Regions from separate parts of the Anser cygnoides genome. Here region 1 is linked to region 2. Evidence: chromatin contacts called from public Hi-C data. All regions are on one chromosome and are shown on one strand. The core of a region is the stretch at or near the end of the contact, and the rest is flanking DNA. Distances in the headings are between cores, read along the strand shown. Region 1 holds the start of LOC106048075 (alpha-2-macroglobulin-like protein 1). Region 2 holds the start of NECAP1 (NECAP endocytosis associated 1).

Region 1 (6,316 bases), core at 2,154-4,653, 380 kb after region 2:
GTTGGACCAGATACCTTGAAGGTCTTTTCCAACCTTAATGATTCTATGATTCTAAATGAAAGTCTGTTAATAGGTATGGATGTGCCAATGTGCTTCACAGAAAGGGCAGAAGCTAGTGCCTAAGTTCAAAGACCTGCTCTGAGCTGGCAGCCTGCTAAAAAATAGAAAAAAAAAAAAGTGGTACGAGGGATAGTGTGGGGTTTCTGGGAAGGCTGATTGTGCTGGTGAGAAACAGCATTTTTTATGGACATTGGACCTACATTGAAGCCCTCAGTCTTGCCTGCCGTGAAGGTCAATGCCAGCAGCAGGTGGAGAGATAATGGGGAAAACAGCTTTGCACTGAGGTGATCTGAATTGTGTCAGTGTGGGGCCTGCAGCACCATGGTCCTCTTCTGAGGAAGTCTGTGAGGGAGAGAAGGCTTTAGGGCAGTCACAGACCACATCTGACTGGAGCAATTATGAATACAACACAGTGCCATGTGGGCCTTTTCTCATGCCTCTGCCAAAACACAGAAGCCCTGTTCACACTGGCACACTGTCCGAGTATGACTAGTAATGCTAAAAACATGCCATGCCGACACGTGGCAGAGGTATCCCCAAATCCCTCAAAGCAGGAACAGCCTCGAAGGGTGATGGAGGCGGTGCAGGCCCCACGCCAGGAACTGGAGGCTACCCTGTATTTGTGGCCTGAGGACTGCCTCTTCCTCTCACAACACAAGGCGTTATAACCATACCAATCTGACCGGGTTTGTACACAGGTTTGTCTGTCTGGATTAAAGTCTTCTTCTCTGCATGCTTGATTAGGACTTTCTGTTTCTTCTCAAACTCTGAATTGGCTCCCAAGACCTTGATCTCAACAAAAGCTACTTCCTCTGGCTGTCCAACAGGGGGAGGGACCTGCAGGCATAATTGTAAACATAACTGAAGCTGAATCTCATTCGTGGATCCCCAGTCTTCCGCAATAATGATTTTTATACTGATTTTTTATTGCTCCAGTTCTTCTTGCCCTGAAAGATATCACAGTACTTTTCAGAATGTTTTCTAGAAGAGTAAAATATGAGTGGGGCTCAACAGCAGGAAGAACCTGTATAGGCTGAAGGAGAAGATCCACAGCCTGATTAAGAGAGGACCATGGGATGACACAGTTAACTGTCTTTCCAGTCCAGCTAAAGCAGAATTCATGAAATAGCCACCCTGCTCACAATCCTTGAAAATATCCTCCTCACCTGGAAGTTTGTGCAATGGAAGAAGATGAGCTGAGAGATGGTCTGCGTGATCAGAGTCTTATTCCCAGCTTTGCTTTGCAACGATACTGTCACATGGATTGGGACTGCTTGCTTTCTGCTGAGCTGGAGGCACACTGTCTCTGAGAAGGGGTGGTAGAGCTGAGATGGTATTGCCACAGCATAATTTCTTTAAAAATAAAAAAATAAATAGATAAATAAATAACTCAGATGAAATTGATTTTCTGATGGGATGGGTTTTGACTGTGGGATTTGGGTACTTCTTAGTAAGACTTCTGGTTGCTTCATTCCACTGTCAAGATCCCGGTGGGACAAGATCACACTGTCCTCATCTATTGGTAATGTAGGCATTACCACCGAGGCTACAGTACATGCTGCATACACTTACAGAAAGAGACAGTCGCTGCTTCCAAAACCAATGCCATTTGTTGTATGAGACCCAGTGTACTGACCTCATGTCCCAGACACATCTCATAAACACATTTTCTTCAGCCCCTCACACACCCGCCCTCATTCTCATTCCAGATCTCACACATCTGTGGCTGCTATCATAGCTGTGCCCATGGGTAACACCAACAAGCTGACCATATTGTTTTATTTCACCTTAAATGGCACTGCAGCAGTTAGGACCAAAGAAACGCCAACATTCAAGGAGGTCTGAAAACTTACTACTGCTTACTGCCCCTAGACTGAGTTAGGTATCAGCACCTTTTGCAGCAACAGGAGTGCAAGGCCTTGAAAGATCAGACCAGCAGGGATATGGTGACGTTCACAGACGTGAACTGCTGGCAGTTCTCAGCTGGAGCTCATAACCATAGCAAGAGAGAGTCAAAGTCCTGTTGGCCAGGAGCCGTAAATGCTTTCACAATCAAGTGCTGTCAAGCTGCCTTGAGCAGCCTGTCTGCTGCTATTATTAGGGGAGATGATAACAGGTGCCAACATTTTGATTTTCCTTCTTAGGACGACTCATAGCACCTCCTGCCTGCCACTGTGCCAAAGGATGCGATGTGCACTAAAAGCTTACTTCTTGAACTTCCCAAACCTCATTTGCTCCTAATGGTCCCTCGGTGCACTCTCTACTCTAGAACATTTTCTCACACATCTCTGCTGATTCTTCCCATGTCCTTTCCTTCTGAGCTATAAAAGTACCACACAGCCTCTCTGAGGCTGTTTTTCCAGGATCCCTAGAGCCAGGCTAGATTACCTTCTGATGAAGCTACAAAAAATATTGACATACAGGTGTGACAGCAGCCTGCCTGCTGAAACCAGCAGTATTACCATCAAGGAAAGCTTCATGCTGAAGGCAGCAGTAGGAAACAAGCAGCAGTAAAGACGTATTTGATTGGAAGCTGTATCAGCCTATAGAGTATGTCCAAGGCTGTACTCCCACTAGAACGGGCTTTTAAAACTAAGCTTGTGCATTCCCACCACACGTGGCTTGAGAAAACTCAGCTAAGACCCAGTGACATATTTCATACTGTTACATCTACCGTAGGGAGCACACGGCCAGCTAAGGCAGAATCAACACACTGCTGTACAAAGATAATGCGTATTAGATACCTTGGACTCACATTTGCCCAGTTTGTAAAGGCACCCAGCTTTGTCTACTAAAGGTTTAAATGGCAACTTCTGACTCTGGGGAGAAAAGCAAAGCCCGGAACACAGTAGGACGCATGAGATGTTGGCAGGTCAGAATTAAACACATGCAGAAAGCTGTCAGGTTTGGTATGACCTGGGTCCTTGCAGAAATACCTGGTCTACACCATAGGCACCAGAGCGAGAGCCAAGTAGTAGGAGTAACGTGGTGGGGAGGGTGCATGAAGACCAGGTAAAACCTTGAGCGTATGAAAAATGAGAAACTCCTTCTGTCCTCTTTGGAAACACTGCCACCCCCCAAGAGCTCCCCCCAGACCAAGGCGCGTATGCGAAGCAGCTAAGGTTCTTACATCACTGCAGATGTTCCAACCGCGCTAGGCAGGAGAAGGATGCTGCCCCACAGGAGAGCGATGCTCCACATAGCTGAATGCAGGTTGAATCCCTCCACGGGAAGATGAGCCTCTCCTCTGCCCCGTTTTGCCCCTGTTTCTGCTGCTTTCTTTCTTCCCTCTGCCCCTCATCCAGAGATGAAGGACTATGCAGCTCTTGCTCTGACAGGGTGCCTGTCTCTTTCGAAAGCCTGTCTTGGCTTCGAAACCAAGAAGGTGGAAATCATGCTGTGCATGGCTGGGGCTGGGATGTGGGCGGGTGGAAGGGGTGGAGACAATGTTTATTGCCGAGGCACCAAAGGCACTTGCCCCAAGGCTTTGTAAGCCTTGTTGATATTTCTCTGGGAGATGTGTTTCTCTGCCTTATCTTATGCAGCATAGCTGATGACAGCAGGAATGCTCAGATACTTGATTTGGTATGGGGGTTTAATTTTTACAAAGGTGTCTTTAGTGGGATTTCATTATAGAGTCACAGAATCACAGAATGGCCGAGGATGGAAGGGACCTCTGAAGATCATCTAGTCCAACCCCCCTGCCGACCAGGATCACCTAGAGCACATTGCGCAGGGCAGCATCCAGGTGGGGTTTGAATATCTCCAGAGAAGGAGACTCCACAGCCTCTATGGGCAACCTGTTCCAGTGCTCCGTCACCCTCACAGTAAAGAAGTGACCCCTCATATTCAAATGGAAATTGGAAACATTCTTGGAAACATTCCTGGAAACATTGGAAACATTCTTGGGCAAATTTGTTTTTTTTTTTTTTGATGTCAGTTGAATTTTGTTTTAGGTTTGAATTTCTTCTGTAGAACTTCTTTATGTACTATTCATTTTGTATTGAAACTTAATTCCTGCCCTGCAGCCTCTGGCCAGGCCAATCCAGGGCTCCACATACAGCTCTTGTAGTGCCTCTAACTTCTCCCTGGAAGAAGGGAAGAACTTTAACACTTTATTATCTTTTAGTTGTCTTTCTGTTTCCATTTAAATTCTGAGGCAGCTAACTTGGTGACTATTCGGAGATGCAGAGCCATGGGGAATGTTTCTGAAATCAGATAGAATTCTGTTTTTTGTCTGGCTAATTTAGGCTTGAAGTCAAAACCCTGTTGATTTCAGAGAATCAAATGTATTCCCAGATCAGTGACATACAGTGCTTCAAACCTGCAGATTATTTGAATGTCTGTGCTAGGTGAAAGGTGCACATTGCAGTTACATTGCTCTGTGAGCTCAGAGAGTGGATACACATGCACAGACTCCATGCCAAAGTAAATCCAGGGGATTGCTTCAGCTGGGATCAAAGAGTGGGCAGACGGCAAATTCATTCTGTATTGTGTACCTTTGGTTATGATCTGCAAAACAACAGCTGTGGCCAAAGCAAGATGAGGACAACCACCTTCAAATAAGGTTGTACCTAGAAGGCAAATAGGTCCAAGCCCTGCTCGCTTCAGCTGCCACTGCTGCCATCCAGAAAAAGGAAATAAAAGTTTGCAGTACCTGATAGGAGTCTGAAGGAGATTGGTGGTGGTGTCACTGTAGAAATACCTTATGGTTGGATGAAGCTGTGAACTGGATCTGGCTGGGATGGAGTTAACTTTCCCTGCGGCAGCCCATACAGTGCTGCGCTCTGCACTTCACAGAATCACAACTTGTAGCTAGAACAGCATTGGTAGCACACCAGTGCTTTGTGTATTGCTGAGCAGTGCTGGCACAGCATCAAAACTGTCTCCAAAGCTCCCCAGAGCCAGTAGGCTGGGGGTTGGCAAGAGGTGGGGAGGGGACATCACCAGGGCGGCTGACCTAAACCGACCCAAGGGATATTTCATACCATGTGGTGTCACACAGCACTCAGCAGTAAATGGTGGGAAAGGGGAAGGAGCAGGGGGGGGCTCTCGTTATGAAGACGTCTGTCCTCCTGAACAACTTCTACACATATTGAGGCCCTGCTTCCCAGGATGTGGCCGAACATTGCTTGTTGATGGGAAGCAGAAAAGAGTTGTTTTCTTTCTCACTTTGCTTCCATGTGGTCTCTGCTTTTTTTTTTTTTTTTTTTTTTTTTTTTTTTTTTTGAGGTGGGGAGGAAATTAATTGAAAGGTTTTGAATTCAAGCAGTGATGAAAAACTGGATGAGGGGAAGATCACTAATAAAGCACAGTCAGAGAGTTGAGGATCCTTTTTCACAAGCTAAGGATAATAGCTGCTTTGTCTCCCGTAGGATGCTACAGCCAGAATCCAGACCAGCCAAAACTGAGGTGAGCTTTTCTGCTAAGTCCCTTTGAGTTTGGGTTAGAGGTCACCCACTCCACATGTCCCCCACAGTGCTCTGACATCCCACCACCTGGAATGCCATCTGAGCTTAGACATGGGTGGAGAACTGTGCTGTGTGGTCTTTACTCTGCCATTGGTGGAAGTAAGTAAATATTAGCTAGTGTCATTAGCCTGGAAGAGATATAATCTCCATATATAAACTTCCCCCACACTTTGGCCTTAGGAACATCTGAGGGGTGTATTTAGGATTGTTCCAGCCCATCAATACAGGCTACTCTCTCCTCCTGTGCGGATCTTGACAGCTGTCTTTCCCAGCCCAAGCAATGGGAGCACCAGTGCTCCTTTTAGCCCTGAACCTATTCCCAGTTGCAGCTGAAGCAAGCCTGGAACCGTGAGATTATCTTTTGGTTTTGGGGGGCTTGGTGGAAAGGACTGTCATTGAAGGGTGTGGTGCTGAGGTGCTGCACGGTTTAGCATCACAGAGCTGCATGCAGGGAATCTTGTTATTAGGGAGGCTGAGCAGAAGCAATTCCTTCTGAGTTAATTTGGAGCTCGGGGTGTCAAGCACTACTGCAGGTGAAGCCCCTGGTATATGCTAGTGCAGGCACCGCACTAGCAGTGCACTGTACACACTGAAAAGCTACAGAAGCCACAATTTTGCCTTCATTCATCCTGTGCTTGTGAGGATGCAATTTGGTGTGAGGATGAAATTTGCTGTGAGGCCTGAAGCCTTATGCCTCGCTCACTGAGTTTTCAGCTTCATTCCTCACCTAAACTTTCTGTTCTTGTGTACTTGCTGCTGGGGCAGCTGTGTCCTGGCTGGTGGTG
Region 2 (5,591 bases), core at 2,513-5,012:
AAAACTACCTCCCCTCCCTGTTCAACTCCTCTCAAGAAGTGCTTTTCCTGCACCTTTCAAAAACCACAGGACTATCTGTCTTTCCCTGTGGAAAGCAAATGACTGAGCACTAGTTTTCTGAACACCCTATACAGCTCTGTCAGTGCCCCTAAAGCATACATGAGTTCAGAAGAATTCAAGTATTTAAATTCGATACCCAACCAACCAGGTCATATTGACCAATTCATTTGGTTTCCCTTCTTGCAAGGAGAGCAGCTACAGTGCTATTCTCCCTTGCAAGGCTATCAAGCTGCTATTATTAAACAAACACGGATATCCTCAGGTCAAAGGGAGCAAAGCCCTCAGGGTCCGTCATGTTTCACAGGGCTTTTAACTGCACTTTTGACACTAGTTCCCTGAAGCAGGCCCATGTTCCATCTCTGCGCCTACTGGTGTCCAACAGACTATTTGTTCCATGCTAATGTTTACCTGCACTGCTCGCATTACTGGATTTCAGCACCGGTGGTGGTGTGACTTGGTTGGCAATGGCCGTGGAAGAAGGAGGAGGGATGGGAGGGACTGCAATTTTGCCTCCTGGTGGGGGTGGAAGCAGGCTTAGGCCCCCTGATCCAGACACACGAGGCTTGGCTACTCCTCCTTTCTTTGTCGTCATGTTCTGTATACAGGGAGAGGACAAGTGAGGAACAGTCTCCACTGGCATATCCAGAGAAAGAAGCTGAGTCAACTTTGCTCCTTACCCCAATGTTCAGTTTGATGGTCTGCCCTTCCTTGAACCCTAAATCTAATTTGGGACGTGTGTCAGCTTCCTGAGACTCCCTGGAGATCTCAGTCTCCTGCTTCACCCACCTAAAAAGAAGAGAGGTAAACACAAGACACTGTGGCAAATGGGAGCAGAGCTTCAGAAAAATGCATGGTTCCTTTCCCCACTCTGCCAAAGAACTGTCATGCCTTGTCAAGCCAGCTACCTCACCACCCCCAGTGCAGTATAGCAAAAAGCTCAGAATACCACAAACCCAAGAGACTGTCTAACACTCCACCTGTAGTGTCATAGGACTTAAGACTAACAGATCAGACCCTGCAGGACCCTCAGCTTGCAGCACACTCAGAGCAGGGCTTCATGATCATCCTGAGGAAACCTGCTCTAAGAGGACATGCACCACCACCCAACTCATTCCAGGGGCCAGAGGAAAAGCAGCAGTCCAGAAAAGCACAACTCACTTGAAGTGATCCTGCAAAGATACGTTGAAGTCAAAGGCATCACCACGGTCCGTGAAACCAATGCCTATAAATGCACTTCGTCCTAGCAAGGAGACGGAAGGAGTCATTGTAGGTGCCTTGCAAATTGGCCCCTGTGTCCATTCACTCCAAAATCCTCCTGCTTCTCCTAAACCACTCTGTGCTACCTCCCTCTGAGACATCTGCAGCTGAACACAAGCAGCTCACAGAAGTTCATTGCTCCTAGCCTGTAAGATGCACTTTTCTCACCATGTAGCGCTCTCAGAAACTAAATGCTCCTCCCTGTACTCTGTGTACTGTAGAGAACCCTCCTCTGTTAATCTTACCTTCCTACCCCTCCAGACACCCTACCCAGACTTTTCAGCACTCCCCCCACCATCTCAATCCACCAGACATGCATGCAGCTCCATCAGGTATGTCTGATGAACGCAGACATACCTCAGCTCCATCCGTCTCCTCCACCCCGACACTTGGCATATACATGACCCCTCAACTTACCAGTCCCATCCTGAATCCGAATCACAAAGTAACGGCTGGAATCCGTCACCGTCTCCACTGCAATGCCAGGATATTGGTCTATGGGAGCCTGAGCAAATAGTTCCCCTAGAAACAAAGAATCAGGTATTAAGGAGAGCAAGCTTTTTCTAATGCATGTCCAGAGCTACCATACAGAGCTTTGAGCAGGCTTAGAAGCACAGAGCTTTGAGCAGGCTTAGAATCACAGATTCATAACTAGCAACCACAGTTACGGTCTTGCCAAACCACATCCCTTCCCTTACCTGAAACCTTATCTTCTAGTTTTATATATGCAGTTTTGCCTTTGGAGGTGACACGAAGTCGCCCTGTCCAGTCCGGATGGTCCAGTTTCCAGTCAGATGCCCTGAAAAGAAAAGCAACTGTTCACTGACCGTACTTCAACCCTTCCACTTCTGCCCATCCAGCTAAAGTCTCTGCTCCCAAACCTTCAATGCACGCAGCTGCCTTATTCCCCTTCTCTTCTCTAACAATATATAAGGTCTCAGCTCCTCTGTTGCTGCCAATCTACATGCATAGCTCTGAGCAGCCTACCTTTCTGCTGCATAAAGGGAAATAGATACTATCCAGAGAACATCAACTCTGTGTTTTCCTTTATAATATTGCAGAATAGGGGAGACTGAAACCCAAGAACTCACTTGGAACTGTAAACACAAAAAGCAACTTAAAATCATCAGGAAAATTCATTAATTTTCTGAAACATACTGAAAAGTCACTCCATTACTTTATCCTACTGTTGTAAAAACAGTATCAAGTACCTGTACATCTAGAGGCAGCTAGTTTATACTAGGTAAAACATCATACATGCAACCATCTTGGCTGCCCCATCAAACAGACTGTTGCAGAATGAAAGAAAAAAATAATAATTAAAAAAAAAAAAAACAGAAAAAAAAAAAAAAAAACAGAAAAAACATCAACCTACAGGAGTCTGCAAATGGAAATAAGCATCTGTGGCCAGGTACAGCATCCACACCAGCAGTAGATCACCAAGCCCGGCAAGTACCAGCAATACACCCTAGAGCTTCAGAGTACAAACCAATTTCTCCAGCAAGTCTGCAGGAGCAGCTCACAGTGACATGCCACTGGTTTTGGCTAAAGACAGAGAAGGTATTTCTAACTCCTAGACCTGAAATATTTTCATAACAATCATAATGAAGCTCTTTTGCCTTCCTCCCAGCTACTGCAACAGCCAACAGACCAAATTCAACATTTGGTTACAGCAGATTGGACTCGTGTCCGATACTGGGAACCTGGCAAATTGAGAGCAGATGTTGGCTCTGCCTGGAAAAAGCACTGGAAGTCACTTACGTGCTCTCATGTCCTGCGTACGACTAGCTAGGCAATCCCCCGTCCTCCGCAGTATAGGAGGGAATACTTCTGGTCTAAGGCACAGACAGCATACAAAAGACTATTCAAATTTATTAGAAACATTCAGCATGTCATCTGCGGCTGGGGCCAGCGGAGGCAGAGGTGCTAAGGCCTCAGGAAGTCCACCTGACCTGCCTAAAGCCAGAGTGCGGCTCAGCAGGCACCACGAGCACCTGCATCCCAAGCCCCTGCTCGTCCACGCAGAATTGACCGTGCCAGCTGACCGGTCGCTCATGTGAAAGTCGACCACCGACCCCCGGCAAGGCCTCCGCCGCCTCATCCTCATCCTCCTCCTCCTCCTCCTCCTCCTCCTCCTCCTCCCCGCCCCGCTGAAGCGGGCAGCGCCGAGGCCAGGCGAGAGAGGCTCGGCCGCCCCAGGCGGAGCGGGGACCGCGCACAGCCCCGCAGCAAGCACGGGCCCCCGGCCCGGCCCCGGCACCTGTATCCGCGGTTGGAGGTGCGCGGCGGGATGCGGTACACGTTGACATCGGGCTTCACGCAGAGGACGGACTCGTACTCCAGCTCGGCCGCCGCCATCTCGGACGCGAACCCCGGCACCCCGGCGCGGAGCGAAGGGTGGGAGCCTAGGAACAAGCGGCACTTCCGACCGCCATCTTTGATGCGGGCAGGCCCCGCCTGGGGGCGCCGCTACGCCTACGTTGGGATCGGGCCGCGGCGGCGACGGCGCCGAGGAAGGCATCTTGCTGCGCCCGGCCGCCATCTTGGAACCGGTCCTGACAAAGCAAGCGCGGCCGGCGCCATCTTGGCTCCTGGCAGCCCGCTTCCCCCCCTGCCTGACGGGGCGGCCATGTTTGGTGCGGGCTGACGAAGCCGCGCCGGGCGCCATCCTGTGTGCGAGCTCCCGTTTGGCCGCCGGGGCGCTGGCCTCGGTGCTGGCTGCGGTACCGCGGGGCTGAGGCCTCCCGTGGGGCGGGGGGCCGCGGGCAGGCAGCGCCACCAAGGGGGGTGGCGGCTTGTCGGCACCGGGATCACCGTGACACGGCGGGTGCTGGGAAGCCCTGGGTCGGGGCGTGCTGAAGCAGATCCCGCTGTTCTCCCCTTCACATTTTTTTTTTGATAAGGACTAATAGTGTGTAAACTCCCGTTGTTTAATAGTCACATACTCCCCGGTGAAGGTTGGTGTTGAAGTCTTCTGCTGTGCAGTGGCCTGTGAACTGAGTCTCTAACAATCCTAAATGTTCACTCTGAAAACTGGTAGAAAAGGTACGAGAAAAGGTGTAAGAAAAGTTTATAAACAAAGTTATCTTTGTCCCCACAGCCAGAGACAGACGTGGCATGGGCTAATTGCGCCAGGAAGTAATTTAAGCTATCTATGCAAGACAGTGAGTACAATTTATTGCTGAGACTATAAGAACAAATAAATGAAACAGCACTGAGTTTGAGGAATATGTATATATTTATTTTTTTCTGGTACGAAACAAGAGTTAATGCAGTGAGAGCTGAAACTGCATCTGGAGGTTTGTAGGAGGAACAGGGTGGTAGCAGTCAAAGAAACTGTCCTTGCATCATGCCAAACACCCAACTAGCCCAGCATTGCATCTCTGACAGTGCCCAGTGCAAAAAAAAAAACGAAACTCGGAAAGGGGGATTGTGTTGCTGATTCCATAGATCTGGTAAGTGAAACTGTTTTGAAGTCAACAACAGGAACAGTCTTGGGTCATTAAGACCAATGAAATAGCATACTTGTAATTTAACTAGCATATGTCAATGTAACTGGCCTAGCTTTAAAAAAAAAAAAAAGGACAGCTATATGAATAGATACACAGGAACGATGCATGACTGGTGTGAGCTAAGTACCTGAATCATGATAGAATTATGCAAATGTGCAACTTCTGTTTTCCCTTCGCCTCTTCCAGCTTGTTCTGTTTCTCTGAAGTAGAAGGGAGAGGCTGACACATTGCTTTGTGGCAGATGTTGATGCCCGGGGATCAGAGGTCCATACCCTGCTGTGTGGGTGAAGAAAGGCCTTGCCCTGCCAGGCTGCACACAATGACAGACAGGTACCTGCTTGGGAATAGAGGTTTGAACACTTTTGTACAACCTGCACAAGAAAATGTGGGAATATATGGAGTCTATACTTAATGCAGACATGCCACAATGCAAAAGAAAGCTGTGCCTCCCTACTTACAGTATGCCAGTGTTGTATTGCTTGTCAGACTGCCAGATTGAAGGCAAAGAGGTTGATGAGAGGCAAACCTTGGAGAAGAATAGAGCAGAGCTGTTTAAAGACAGTAAACAATACAGAATTACAGTTTCCTAGTATACTAGACTGGCAAGCTGTAATGTAAGGGCTTAGTGGGCCAGAAGTTGGGTGTGCATTAATTAGCAATATTTTATAGACTTTCCTCCTCTGGATTCATCTAATTGCTTTTTTAAACCTGTTCATACTTTTGGTTACCAATAATCATCCTTTAAGCCATGAATCTAATCAT

What was found. A called contact is a pair of places that touch in the nucleus more often than the background predicts.
Region 1: a Hi-C map of liver shows a contact between it and region 2, with 9 times the contacts expected there. The contact joins the promoter of LOC106048075 here to the promoter of NECAP1 in region 2. A contact is called at or near these places in 2 of 7 Hi-C or Micro-C datasets (both in liver).

What each region holds. Positions count from the first base shown.
Region 1 is chr1:104,729,742-104,736,057 of Taihu_goose_T2T_genome, forward strand. It overlaps LOC106048075 (alpha-2-macroglobulin-like protein 1), which reads right to left and starts at 3,404. Exons shown (of 36, transcript XM_013199859.3): 1 at 3,191-3,404; 2 at 1,227-1,413; 3 at 735-897. The coding sequence starts at 3,261. LOC106048076 (alpha-2-macroglobulin-like protein 1) reads left to right here and starts at 5,731. Exons shown (of 37, transcript XM_067005594.1): 1 at 5,731-5,879. The coding sequence starts at 5,812.
Region 2 is chr1:104,347,682-104,353,272 of Taihu_goose_T2T_genome, forward strand. NECAP1 (NECAP endocytosis associated 1) reads right to left here and starts at 3,763. Exons shown (of 8, transcript XM_013199889.3): 1 at 3,578-3,763; 2 at 2,016-2,116; 3 at 1,735-1,839; 4 at 1,219-1,300; 5 at 738-846; 6 at 469-655. The coding sequence starts at 3,675. It overlaps LOC125180824 (a long non-coding RNA gene), which reads left to right and starts at 3,847. Exons shown (of 4, transcript XR_007159729.2): 1 at 3,847-4,362; 2 at 5,016-5,159.